Linked DNA regions of Bactrocera dorsalis: region 2 is linked to region 1. A link is a contact called in public Hi-C data. All regions are on one chromosome and are shown on one strand. The core of a region is the stretch at or near the end of the contact, and the rest is flanking DNA. Distances in the headings are between cores, read along the strand shown. Region 1 holds the start of LOC109579882 (metallothionein-4). Region 2 has its middle 12 kb from the start of LOC105231082.

The links. A called contact is a pair of places that touch in the nucleus more often than the background predicts.
Region 2: a contact with region 1 is called in a Hi-C map of whole body, with 3 times the contacts expected there. The contact joins the enhancer-like site here to the promoter of LOC109579882 in region 1. A contact is called at or near these places in 2 of 2 Hi-C or Micro-C datasets (both in whole body).

The regions. Positions count from the first base shown.
Region 1 is chr2:25,039,559-25,046,020 of ASM2337382v1, forward strand. LOC109579882 (metallothionein-4) reads right to left here and starts at 1,446. Exons shown (of 2, transcript XM_049447219.1): 1 at 1,407-1,446; 2 at 33-240. The coding sequence starts at 1,431. The coding sequence ends at 137. It also overlaps LOC105225244.
Region 2 is chr2:25,090,087-25,096,296 of ASM2337382v1, forward strand. No RefSeq gene overlaps it. Among protein-coding and RNA genes, the nearest start is that of LOC105231082, 12 kb to the right of the region's middle. Within about 2 kb of position 4,360, the one cell type or tissue checked has open chromatin away from gene starts, as enhancers often do.

The DNA of each region.
Region 1 (6,462 bases), core at 196-2,695:
TTCCGAGTGTACTAAGAAAACTATAAACTTCATAATGTTTTTGTTTTTGCTTTATTCATCTCCATTCTGGAGCTCAATTATTCAATTTTCCATTAGCGGTTGACATTTATTTTCAAAGTTCGCTGGTCCAATGAATTTAATTCTTGCAGCAGTTGTCCTTGGCACCGCTCTTGCAATTGCATTTGCATTGCTGATCGCAGGGGCAGCCATCTCCGCACTTAGCTGCAGTGCATTTGCAATCTTGTGAATCAAAGAAAAATTTGATTATTGTTATGAAAATGTTTTAATTTTATAATATTAACTTTTAAAATCCAATGTATTTACAATAAATCGTCAATAATATTGATCAATAAAAATAAAATTGGGCAATAAGGTGAATATTTAGAATGCAATATATTTAAAAAGGCAGCAGTTTTAAGTTGAAACTTCAATAGTATTGATCAATAAATATAAAGTTGTGTAGGTTTAAATTCAAAAATATGTAATGTATTTTGATCAATAAATGTAAAATATCCGTTATAAACAAACGGAATAACATTTCACAAAATGTTAATGTATATATTTACTGTTACATAATAAACTTACAAGTATAAAACGCTAAAGTTTGTCAATCCCACTGGCTAAATCTTACAATGAAGAAACGTTAAACTTTGAATAATATTGATCCATAAATATCAAACACAATTTCGAGATGATGTGTGTTAGATCGAATTGAGGCTTCCAAACTCCTTTTTATGTACATATAAGAACTTTAAATTTAGTGTCCATAATATTGATCAATATATTTGTATGGTGTTTCTGGTTTTCTTTCGAAAACTGTTCGTATTTTATTTACACTGTATTTGGTAATTGTTTCATTTTTTCATCAAAAATATTGATCAATATTTTATAAATTTTGATATTCGTGGTCTTCTAAGGTAAAATGTTCACATTTTATTTAAAGTTCACTTGGTATTTGTTTCATTTCTGTGCAAAATCTTGTTCCCTGTTGTTCCCGTAGTGAGTCATTGAACCAGTTGCTATAAATTATTCATGTGTACCAAGATTGATATCTCTAAGACGTAGGCACTTCTTAGCTTTCGAATCTAATTAGCTCATTTTAGAGTTTTGGTAATATTTCAATTAATATTCATACTAACTACCATATAAATTGTTAAATAATATTGCAAAAAAATATCTGAAGAAATATTGCGCAATAAATTTAAACAATAATATTGAAAAGAAAGTGTAAACTTCGACTACCATACTGAAAATAAAGCATTGAATAAATATTGAACAATAAAATTGAACAATATTATTGCAAATAAAATATTTTTGAGCGTTTTAATACTAGTGTCATTGTAACTTCCATATTTTATTCACAAATTATTACTTCAAATTGTTTTGCCTTTGTTTTCTCCACATACCTTTACAACATGCTGGACAACCCATTTTTATAAAGTAAAATATTCAGAAAACTCTCTTTAAAAATATATCTATACGAAGTTGACTCTATGATTCACTTTCTCAAACTATACTTTCAATTACAAACGATCGGTCTTTTTATAAGCGTTGCATTTACAAAAGCGTCGTGTGTAAACATAAGTACATATGTATATAGTAAAAACGAATGTAAGCACTGGCACTTTATGTACGTATGTGAGCAACGCCACTTGGGAGCGTGCAGTGCGCAATATTTTTGCATTCTCCACCCAAGTTAAGCGTTGTACTTTTTTGCACTTTACTGTTACATTTGGCACAATTCGATTATCAGGCGAGCCCTATAGCGCTTATTTGGTTAGCTGGCTCATTTCGCCGTGTGCACCGACAACGCTTCGGCGAATACTCCAATATTATAATAACAAAGCTATAGTATATTTTACTGTTATTATTTATTTTTGCACTCCGCTAATTGCCGGTGATAAGAATTTGTTGTACTCAACTTGTATTTTATGCGAAATGAAAATTGTTTACAGTTGCTGTGGTGCCGTGTGGTTGTTGGTACTTTTGCATTCACTGATTGCTGATAAGGCAAATAAACAGTTATATAGTATAGTAAAAGATATCACTTGATATCATTGAATTACGTGACGTTTTGCTGATATAGCGGTAGTATTCTACTGTTATGAGGGATAGATAAAATTGTGTGACTAAATTATTATTTGCTAGCGCCTCTCTGAGATTGAGTTGAATTTCAGCACACTGTGCAACATAAAAACGTTTTGTTTTGAAGCGCCATCTCATCTATGATGAGAAGTTGCAGAAACAAATTTAAATTTTTTCCATGCTTCATGCTCGTCTTTTGAGAAGAATTGTGTAGCCATTGATGATATTTTATTTACGAAACTATTTATATACATGGTATTATGATAAATGGAATTACTACAAATTTTTCTTAATAAATATTTTTGATAAGTATTGACAGGGATTTCATCATTTATTGTATTATCTTTTTGACTTATAGACATACTATTATTCGGAAAGGATTTTCTTCGAATTTCAATAAAAATCTCACACACCGTTTTAGCCCTGGGCACTAAAGGAATCCACAAGTTCAGTGTCTGTGGGCTAGAGCAGTTATGATCTGACTTTGAAAACCTTAAGACGAAATATCTTAAATACGCTATTTGTGCAAAGTTGTATCCCAATATATTCATTGGTCTTTGATTTCTATACTAGGAAGTGAAAGAAACGGACGGAAATTAAAATTGTGTTATATGAGAAGTAGATGCGGTTTTTGTCTCTTTTTGCCTATTTTCGCACAGTCATGTAGGACTGTCAGGTAATAATATCAATGTATATAGAGTAGATCTCGCGATATGGATTTTCACCTAAATGAGGACTATGCCACGTCCATCGTTCAAATTTAACATCGGCTCCCATAGACCTTTTTTATCATTCAAGTTGTGAAATTTTTTGTCTCTGGAGCTTATAAGGCGCCATCCTTTAAACGACGATTCGATACGAGCTTCTCATAAATTTCATTAGAACTCAGTTTAACAATAGGCTTTAAATATAGTATATCAGGTTTATATGATTGTCGGATAGAATTAAGCAAAATATCTTTAATTCAGGTAGAAATAAGTATATATAACAGGGTAGGTAAATAAGGTCTTGCGTCTGATTCTGCATCGCATAGTTATGGTGGTTGTTAGATCCAAACTCGTGGTAATTTTGAATCATTTTAACCATTAGCCTACTTTTTAATTCGCGGTCGTTTAGTTTTTTTATGTAAAAAAAATCTAGGGATACAAAACTAAACAATAAAACAAAACGAATGCGTTGCACACCTCAGCCAGCAGAATTGACTCATCTCATACAATTCAGAACAAAGAAATCAACTTTAAAGACAAAATAGATAACGCATGAGACAATAAAGACAGATATGGTATAAAAGAGATGTTTCTTGGCTGCTGTTCCAAAGTTGAAAGATCAACTTCAGCAGCATCAGAAGGAACGTTCAAAAGCGCTCTACTCAATATTAAGAAATATATATTAAACGTACAAAAACATGCTGTGTGCTAGTTGTGGGAAAGGTAAGTATTTTTTTAAATTAGAAGTCTCTTAATCGAGCTAATTATTTTTTCTTACAAAGAACTAAGCTTACATCTTCAAATTCCGTTATTCAATAATTGCGAAAGTAACACGCAGAAGTGCGGCGATAAGTGCAGTTGCGACAAGGGGTGCAAATGCCACAACAAGCAGGTGCATGGCGAAGTGGACAAAGAGCATGGACATCATCATGGTCAGGATCATGCGCATCAGCATGGACCACATTGTGGCACAAAGTGAGGAAATGCGGAAAATATCTTTTTGTTTCGTACCAAATTGTAAAAAGTAAATGCTTTTTAAACTTTTATACATAAAAGATGATTAAAAACAAATTAGTATTGTAAAACTCGGTGATAACTTGTTTTTTTTTAAGTTAGAAACCCTGGAATCACAATTTGCACTCGATTAATGACGTAATGAAAGGAAAAAAAGTGACGTAAAAAAAGCGCCGGCTCTGGTGCGTATTTGGTATAAATGAAGTATACTCGTGGACGGTTTTCAAGTAAAATATATAAAAATGAGTTAAAATCGTGAAGTTGATCGCCTTCTTCACAAGTCTCACTGAAGCGACGATACAGGCCGGGAGGTGGCATGGGATATCCGCAGACCATCTTCATGAAAACTGTAGAAACACATACCCGTCGCTAACCATTTCACTTATTACGGGAGATGGTTCCATCCTCCAAGTTCAATGGAATCTGTAAGTTTAGCGCTTCCACTAGATTTCGCTTTGTTTTCATCTTCGCCGCACTCTAATAACCTAACAACCTAATGATGACGTGAAGGGAATGTACTCTGAGGCCTGCCAGTAGTTCACCTCCACAACCTCGACAATTTGCGTGTTGACCACGGCGAATAACGCATTCGAAGGAACGATGAGCTGTATGAGATATATGACGATCTTGACATAGTTCAGCGAATTAAAAGACTGCCGCTGCGCTGGCTAGGTTATGCCGTCCGAATGTACGAAAACACTCCAGTTCTGAAAATATTCGACGCAGTACCCGCCGGACAAAGTAGAAGAGGAGATAGACCTCCACTTCGTTGGAAAGACCAGGTGGAGAAGTACCTGGCTTCGCTTGGAATCTCCAATTGGCGCCATCATGCGAAAAGAAGAAACGACTGGCGCGCTGTTATTAATTCGGCTATAATCGCGTAAGCGGTTTCTACGCTAGTAAAGAAGTAGAAGATGAATATGAGCTAAATTGTTCATAATTTGAATAAAAAATATATTCGACACTAGCGTCATCTCGTGGACCTAAACTTCACAGGATACTCTCCATATCTCCAGATCTAAACTCTTGTCTTGTGTTATATTTTTAGATTTCATCCTTCAAAAAGTATGGATACCGCTAACGGTGTTGGTTCAGTTAGTGTCTTTACCGATAAATGAAAACTATATACAGCTTTAGTCCTGGTTCCGAACTGCTGAATTATTTGGGATTATTTTCCATATCAAAGGATTGGCTTTACTTTTTTTCTTCATTGTAACTTAAGCTTCGACCGAGATTAGAGTGCTCAATCAACCTAGCCTCAGATAACGTTTTTTACTCGTAAAAAAGTAAAATTAAAGTCTACAAATATCATAAAAAAACTCACATCCCTCCGTGTGGCATTATAATTGGCTTGTTAAATGCTTCGCTGCTCCCCGAAGTGCTCCCACAACGTTCACAACTCATAGAAAATAATTTAAATGGCTGCCTTATGCCACCGCCGCCGTGTTGAATGCCGCGGCATTGCTACACATTGAAAAATAATTACATGCTCGTTGGCGCGAAATTGTCGGTGGGCCGAAGCTGGAACTCCCCTGTTGACAGCCAATCGCCGGCGCGCAGAGCGAGCGTAAAGTCACGCGCGAAAATCAATGCTACTTAAAATATGCAAATTTTTATTTCCGCGACAATTTCAATTTCAATTTCTGCTCAAGAAATTCCCCAAACATCGCACATAATAACGCGCACATACATTCAACATATAGCGGAACTTTGAAAGTTGTGAACGGATATCAAAAGGAAAAGTTGCCCGTGCGAGGTAAAGCGAAGTTTCTGCATATGTACTGTATGTGTACGTGTGTATGCGTTGTTGACGCGCTGTTGTACACACGCACTTTTCAATTCTTTTTTGCGCATTTCCTTGCGGCGACGACTACTATAACGGGAATTGCTCTCAATAGTGTCGTTAACGCGAGCGTGTGCAAATTCATATACATATACTGAACGGTGTTTGTATGTATGTATGTATGTGTGTCTGCAGGCGAACTACCTTCATAATAATAACAACAATGGTATTGGTGGTAACGCAAATCGCAGCGGCGGCAACAACAAAATGTTTATGAGCGAAATTACCACACTTCAACTAACCAGCCTGGAATGCCGCGCTATTCGGGGCGCTCACGCTTATGCATACTAGCGCGTAGGGCATGGTCCTCCCTCTCTGCCACGGTACATACGATGTGGAGCATTGAATTGGCAGCGCATACATACATACACATCCACATTGAAAAACGCATAAACAGTGCATAAATTTAATGTTTTCGTCTGCTTACCACCAAGCCACTGTTGACTGCCTTACTTCTTTTCTGGTCGTTGGCCGCCGGCTTTTATGGGCTAAACGCGAACGCCTCAAAACTACCAATTTTCATTTGGGCACTAAGCCATTTGGCTGCACATTATGCCAACATAATAGGTAGTTTGCGGTGGGCGGCCACTTCTATGGTGGCACAATTACAATTTCCGCTACTTGTGCGCACTGGGTGCCTTTTTGTTTATGTATGAGTGTGAGTGTGTGCTGCTGCTCCTAAAACGCTGTGAAATTGTGTGTCTGCTGCCAGTGAAAATGGCGCTTTTTGGGACCAACAACACTACAGTTATAAAGTTAAAAGCAAAAACATGCTTGCTTGCTTGTGTGTGTGTGTGTGTGCACATGCTGCAC
Region 2 (6,210 bases), core at 3,110-5,609, 53 kb after region 1:
ATAAATTTAAAACATGTAACTTTAATAATATGAACCATTATATTTATAAGGCAATCAATATGCTACATTTAAAAACTGATTTCAAGCAAAAATTCAGATCAACCGTATAATAGATTCTTAAAACCCATTCAATGATTACTAAAAATATATGATTTATCGTTTTTCGAAAACTAATATTTACTTTAGTTCAGCGATGTTCATCTGTCTTGTAAAACGACGGCCTTTAAGGTCCTTTATATAAACGGAAATATATAGGAAAAAGCCACACGGAGCCATGACTGCGATGTACGGGACAAGGATTGAGGCGAGTGGTTCTTGTGGTATTTACTACAGTGGCTAAACGAATGAGCGCAAATTCGGTGTGGGATTCGTGATGGAAGAGAGACTCTCTCGCCGAGCCACAATCCACTTCAGTGGACGAAAGTGAAGTTCTTCAACATATCGCTTATTTGTACCCACGCCCCCTCGTAGGAGAAGGACGATGTGGTTAAAGATGTATTTCATTAGCGCTTGGAGGGCTGGCACCACCACCAGGTCAAAATCGTGCTTGGCGTATTTAACGGCCGGTTGGACAAAAAAGGTACTTTGTTGATACTGATCGACTTCACCGAGGCCCGAAATATGGTTATCTGTATACTAGATTCCAGCTTAGGAAAATTCATCAGGTTACCTGGCTGTCTACCGATTGAAAAGCTGTCAACTAGATCGATCATCCAGTGAAAGCATGGAGATGGTGAACCCGATTCTCCAATCGTTAACGATGAAGCAGACGATAGCAATCACTCGTCTGAAGAAAACAAAACGGCTTGGGCCGAGCTATTCAAATACAGCGGCGCAAAAGTGATAAGGAGCATGCGATTTGAATTTAAGGTATTTCACATATAATATAATACAAAGAAGTAAATATTACTCATACGCTGTGGATCCCTATTATTTCAGCCACAAATCGAATAATATAAATTGTAATTAGATTTAAATATATTTTATCCGCTCGTTTTAAGTTTATACGCTGTTGTGCATAGAAGTTTAAATACATACAGAGTTAAATGTATTCAGAATAAAGAGGAGCCATATTTTAAGAAAAGTCAAATCTCACCTATAAAGGAAGTCCAGTTCTACATACCTGCTATTTTTCTAAGTACAAGAAAACTGAAATTTGAGAAAATATATGGAAATTAGTCATTAAACTGAATCTGTATTAACGAACAAAGTTAAAAAATGGGCGAGATTTATTTCCACGTGCTTTTCCTATATAACCAGTACACAGTTTTCCATAGTATGTGCCGTTAACTCAAGACGAATTGATCGAATAACCATTATACGAGGCTTGACAATTAATTAATGAGACTAGTTTTATTCCCACGCTTGTGGTAAACCTGTGATCTTGAAATTCCCTTTCTCTTTTTCCGGCATCCCTCCTCTCTCCATTGATATATGTATCATCGCTTTAGCTTGTTTAGTTCGCCTGCTGCGTCAAGTTGAGTAGACGTGTGTTTGTAGTGCTCGTCACGAAAAGGGAAAAACGAAATCAAGAGCAACGCGTCGCGATAAAATTTTGCGCCAGATTGGGCGAAACAGCTTCCGAAACAAACGCTAAAATAGTAAGAGTGTATGGTGATAGTGCTTTTAGTCGTGACCAGATGTTTCGTCGAAGGTGAAAACGATGATTATTGCCTTTGTTTGATAGCCGTGGAATCGTCCACAAAGAATTCGTACCACTGGGGAAAACTGTGAATCAAGTCTGCTATTGCCAAGTACTCGAAAGATTGCGAAAACGAGTCAACAGGGTGCGCCCAGATATCGCTCGTAACTGGATCCTTCATCACGACAACGCGCCATGCCACACCGCCCTCAGCGTGTCCCAGTATTTGGCCTCTAAAGGGATAGCCGTGTTGCAACAGCCGCCTTATTCGCCCGACATGCACTGTGACTTTTTTTTGTTTCCTGAAACAAAATCGGTGGTCAAAGGAACCTATTTTGAGTCGATTACGGACATCCAGGCGGCCGTGACGAGGGTACTCGCGGACATCTCAGTCGAAACATTCCTGAAATGTTACGAAACATGGAAAACGCGCTGGAATCGCTGTATAGCTGCCCAAGGGGACTACTTTGAATGGGATAGCAGAGTTGTAGAATAATTTTCAAATATACGGTTTTTATGGAATCAGTCTCATTACTTAATTGTCATACCTCGTAAAACTCTCTTTTATTTTGAAAAGATTCCAACTAAATAAAATTTACCTTAGCAAATAATGAAAGGTAAATTAAAATCCTATTTATTTTTAAGTCGATATGCACAAAAAGCATTTCATACACCACGAAATAAGATTTATTGACCGCGTGTTTGCGTCAATTTTCGCAATTCCTTCAATGCGAACACATTTTGTTCGTTATTTTTTCCGCTTGCCACGGAAATACCGAAAACCCAACATAAACACCATAACAAGCTAATACATTTACAGCTCAGAAAGCCGATGAGAGGCTACACGAAAGGTGCCTACAACAAAGCCGCTATGATGGGCGTTATAAAAGGATTTAAAAGCAAAGCCGCATAGTTGTACCGTTAAAAGCTGGCAAATTTAAAAGTTGTCGTTAAAATCAAAAACAAAACACAAAAACAACTACAACAAACTATCGATTGATAAGCTGCACAAGCGACCGGTTAAGCCAATTTCACAACAAACGCTCAGAGGCTTCGAAAATGGGTCACACCAAAGTCGATACATATGCGAACAAGCGAAGGGAAGGGGGGTGTAACACAAACAAACACAGTATATTGATAAATATTTATGCGCTGGCGGCATTTTCATTAGTTTGTGTGTGTGTGTGGGTGCGTTTGTGCGCTATTTTAGCCAACAATGAAATGCCGCGTCACAGCTAAATTTCCGAAATGGGCTTGAGTTTTCCGCCTCTCATCAGCGCAGACATGAACTCTATCAAACATGACATTCAAGTATACTTGTGTGCATGTATTGTACATGTGTGCATATGTTCGACCCTTTTCACTCTTATTCGGGTGAATGTCCTTTTTGACAGCCAAATTGATATGCGTCGGCGTGTGGCCTTTGCTAAGTGTCCGTCACAATTTCGGCTTTGTGTTTGTGTGTTTTTGGGCATATTGTCATGATATGTGTAAAGTATGTGTTTGTTTGTGTTTCTAGCATATTGCAAAATGTTTAGATACTCGTTTCATCGATATTCTTGACAATTGAGCTGTCGAGGTCACTGATTAGCTTTGTGGTTCTTTGCATCTGGTATATGTGTTTATTTCGCATCAATACTTTTATTGGAATTAACTGAGAGAATTTCGAAAAGTAGTTCAAAACTGGTATACAGTAATTTAGTGGTGCCCTCATGTGGAGAAACACTGTGCGCTTTAGATGGGGAAAATAATTTATTAAATTACTGCAGTTTTTATTTTTTTATACTGGAAGTAATATTGAGTTGAAACAGTATTTTGAGAAAAATATGTGATTAGCCCAAATTTCCTCGATTCGCAGGTAGGGTTGCTGTCTTTGTATATGAACCAGAACTCGATTGATCCGACACAAATCTTACTTATCCGAAAACTTGTGTAAAGCGAGCTTCAAGTTACGTTGTCTGATTATGTGAATAAATATTTGACTCAATTGGCTATTAGAACTGATCTCAGGATCTAGACTGCGATTACTGCGATTTACCGAAATATGGTTCTGAAAAAATTGCTAAATCTCTATTCTTTGCGTTTAAATTTCTCCCCTTTCAGATCGAGATATGAGTGAAAACAAAAAATTAAGCAGCAGCTGTCAAAAGTAAACGTGAATAGCGTCATAAAGTAGGCAATTTAATTTTTGAAACACTACAAATAAAGGAATTATCAAACAGATGAAGCCAATATACATATGTACATATAAGAATTTGTAAAAATTTAAATGAGCGCCAAATTAAAAGCTATGTAAATACAGCTGCGCTTACAAAAGCTGTTAACCCCATTTTAAGTGATGAGCAAATTGTTGTGCTTCATCTTTCGTCGTCACTGCAGAGATACACACAGCAAACATATACACTCATACACTCTTCTTGTCACGCTGAGTGTTTATGCCGCCATTTTCTATGATGAATTGCTTTTACTGCACACTAAACTAACGCATATTTGCTCACACGCAGGACCGCCTTACACCCACTTTCACGCGCTCACACCTATACACTCATATACATATAACAGCATGGCATAGCACTGCATAGCATAGCGTTCAGCTTTATTTCACACACCTACAAAAACGCTCTCTTTCTCTTTGCTGGTCGACTCATAAGTCGTGTGTGAAAAGCAGGTGATACTGCCGCTACAGCTCCCCACTGACAGCTACGACAATGCGGGCTGTCACGACGTAGTTTCGGTGGTGAAATATTTCCGTTCCTATGCATGTGTGTGTTAGCATGTATATGCGTTGGCGGCGACAGCAGTAAAAATAGCCCATGCAATAAAAGCAATAACATCATTTGTCTGGGAGGCCAAAGCGTCTGCTGCACATGCGACTCGGCTTCTAGCATTTGCCTGTTCTTTTTCGTTTGCAGTAGCAAAAAATTGCGAGAGTACAGTAATGAAACGGTGTTTTAGGGTGTTTTCTTATATAAGTTTGCATGTACATATCACATTCAATCATAAGCCATAAAAAGGATAAATGTGGATTGGTGTATTTATGTAGCGGCGTAATGCTAAGCGATTGAGGGTGACTACCTGACAGAGATAACGCATAGAGAGTTATTAAGACTTGGTGATTTGGAGTGATATTGCATGTCTGTTTTGATGTGTGTATTTATATTTACAGATTTATTCGCAGACTTTAATATATTACAAATAAATTTTCTTTAAACCATGTTTTTTGTCGAATATTATTTCTTTCCAAGTTGAAAAAACTGCATACACAAAGTAAAAACGGTTCATAAATACTATTTTTATACAACTGCCAGCCAAAAACGATCGGCTGCACCGAACTTATAGTATCCTTCACAAATATAAAAGAGCTTTTCATACAAGCACTCGCTGATTGTTCAATTTTCCGATAAATGAGCAGGTTCTGGAAAAAAGGACTTGTACAAAACTTGTAGATTTCCGAGCCAGATCTAAAAATATAACGGACATGTTCTCATATACACAGAAAAGCAAACACATATGGCTAAATCGATTCAGCCTGTCACTCCTTTAAATTTCGTGTGGGGAATTATTGCTAAAGCTGGAGAAGGCTTACGCTAATTCAGTTTTATTAAAAACACAAGCCTAGGAGTGGTACAAGTCCTTCAAAGGCGGTCGTTAAAGATACGCCTAGTTTTGGACGACCTTCGACCTCTTCAACTGATGAAAATATTATAAAAGTTAAGAATATCGTGCTTGAAAATCGTCAGGCAATTGTTAGAGCGATGACAAGAGAGCTCGATATTTCTCTCGAGTCCGTTTGCATGCTTTTGGTGGATATTTTTTGGTATGAAGCGCGTTCATGCACGACTCGTTCCGATAAAGCTAATTTTTTTTTCTCAAAAAGAGTACTGTAAACAGGCCGCCGACGAGACATGGGTTTAGGTTTATGAGTTTTACTTGCAAGCAAGTCAACCATCATCGGAATGCAGAGAAAGAAACGAGCCGAAGCCATACAAACCACGCCAATTTCGCTCAAAAATCTAGAGGCCTTAGTTTTTTTTCCATTTTCGTGGTTTCGTACATCGTGAGGACATCCATCGAAAATGGCCGGAATTGTAGAAGAACAATGCATAGATTTCACACGATGATAATGCATCATCGCATTGAGACACGATTATGACCGAATTTAAACCCAAAAGCGCAATGAGTGCCATTTATCAATCACCGCGCTCCCCAGATTTAACCCCTTTCAATATTCTCTTGTTCCCCAAACTGAAATTACCGTTCCATGGAACCCCTTTTCGGTCGATCGGAGAGAGAAAGCAAAATTCGCCGAAGGAGCTGAAGGCCATCCCAAATAGTGGCTACGATATGTGTTTCGAGGACTGGTAAAATCGTGTTAGTATCTTTTCCATGAGAAAAGTAACATAAAACCGACAAATATATAATGAGTGCTTTCTGATACTCTCTCTGGTTAATTGTATACTTCTAATATTTAAAGCCAATGTGTTCCGTAACAGTGTATCTTTACAACACTCTTTTCAGAAGCGCTCTTATGTCCTTAAAGTTCAGCAATAGAGAAGAAATATCAATGT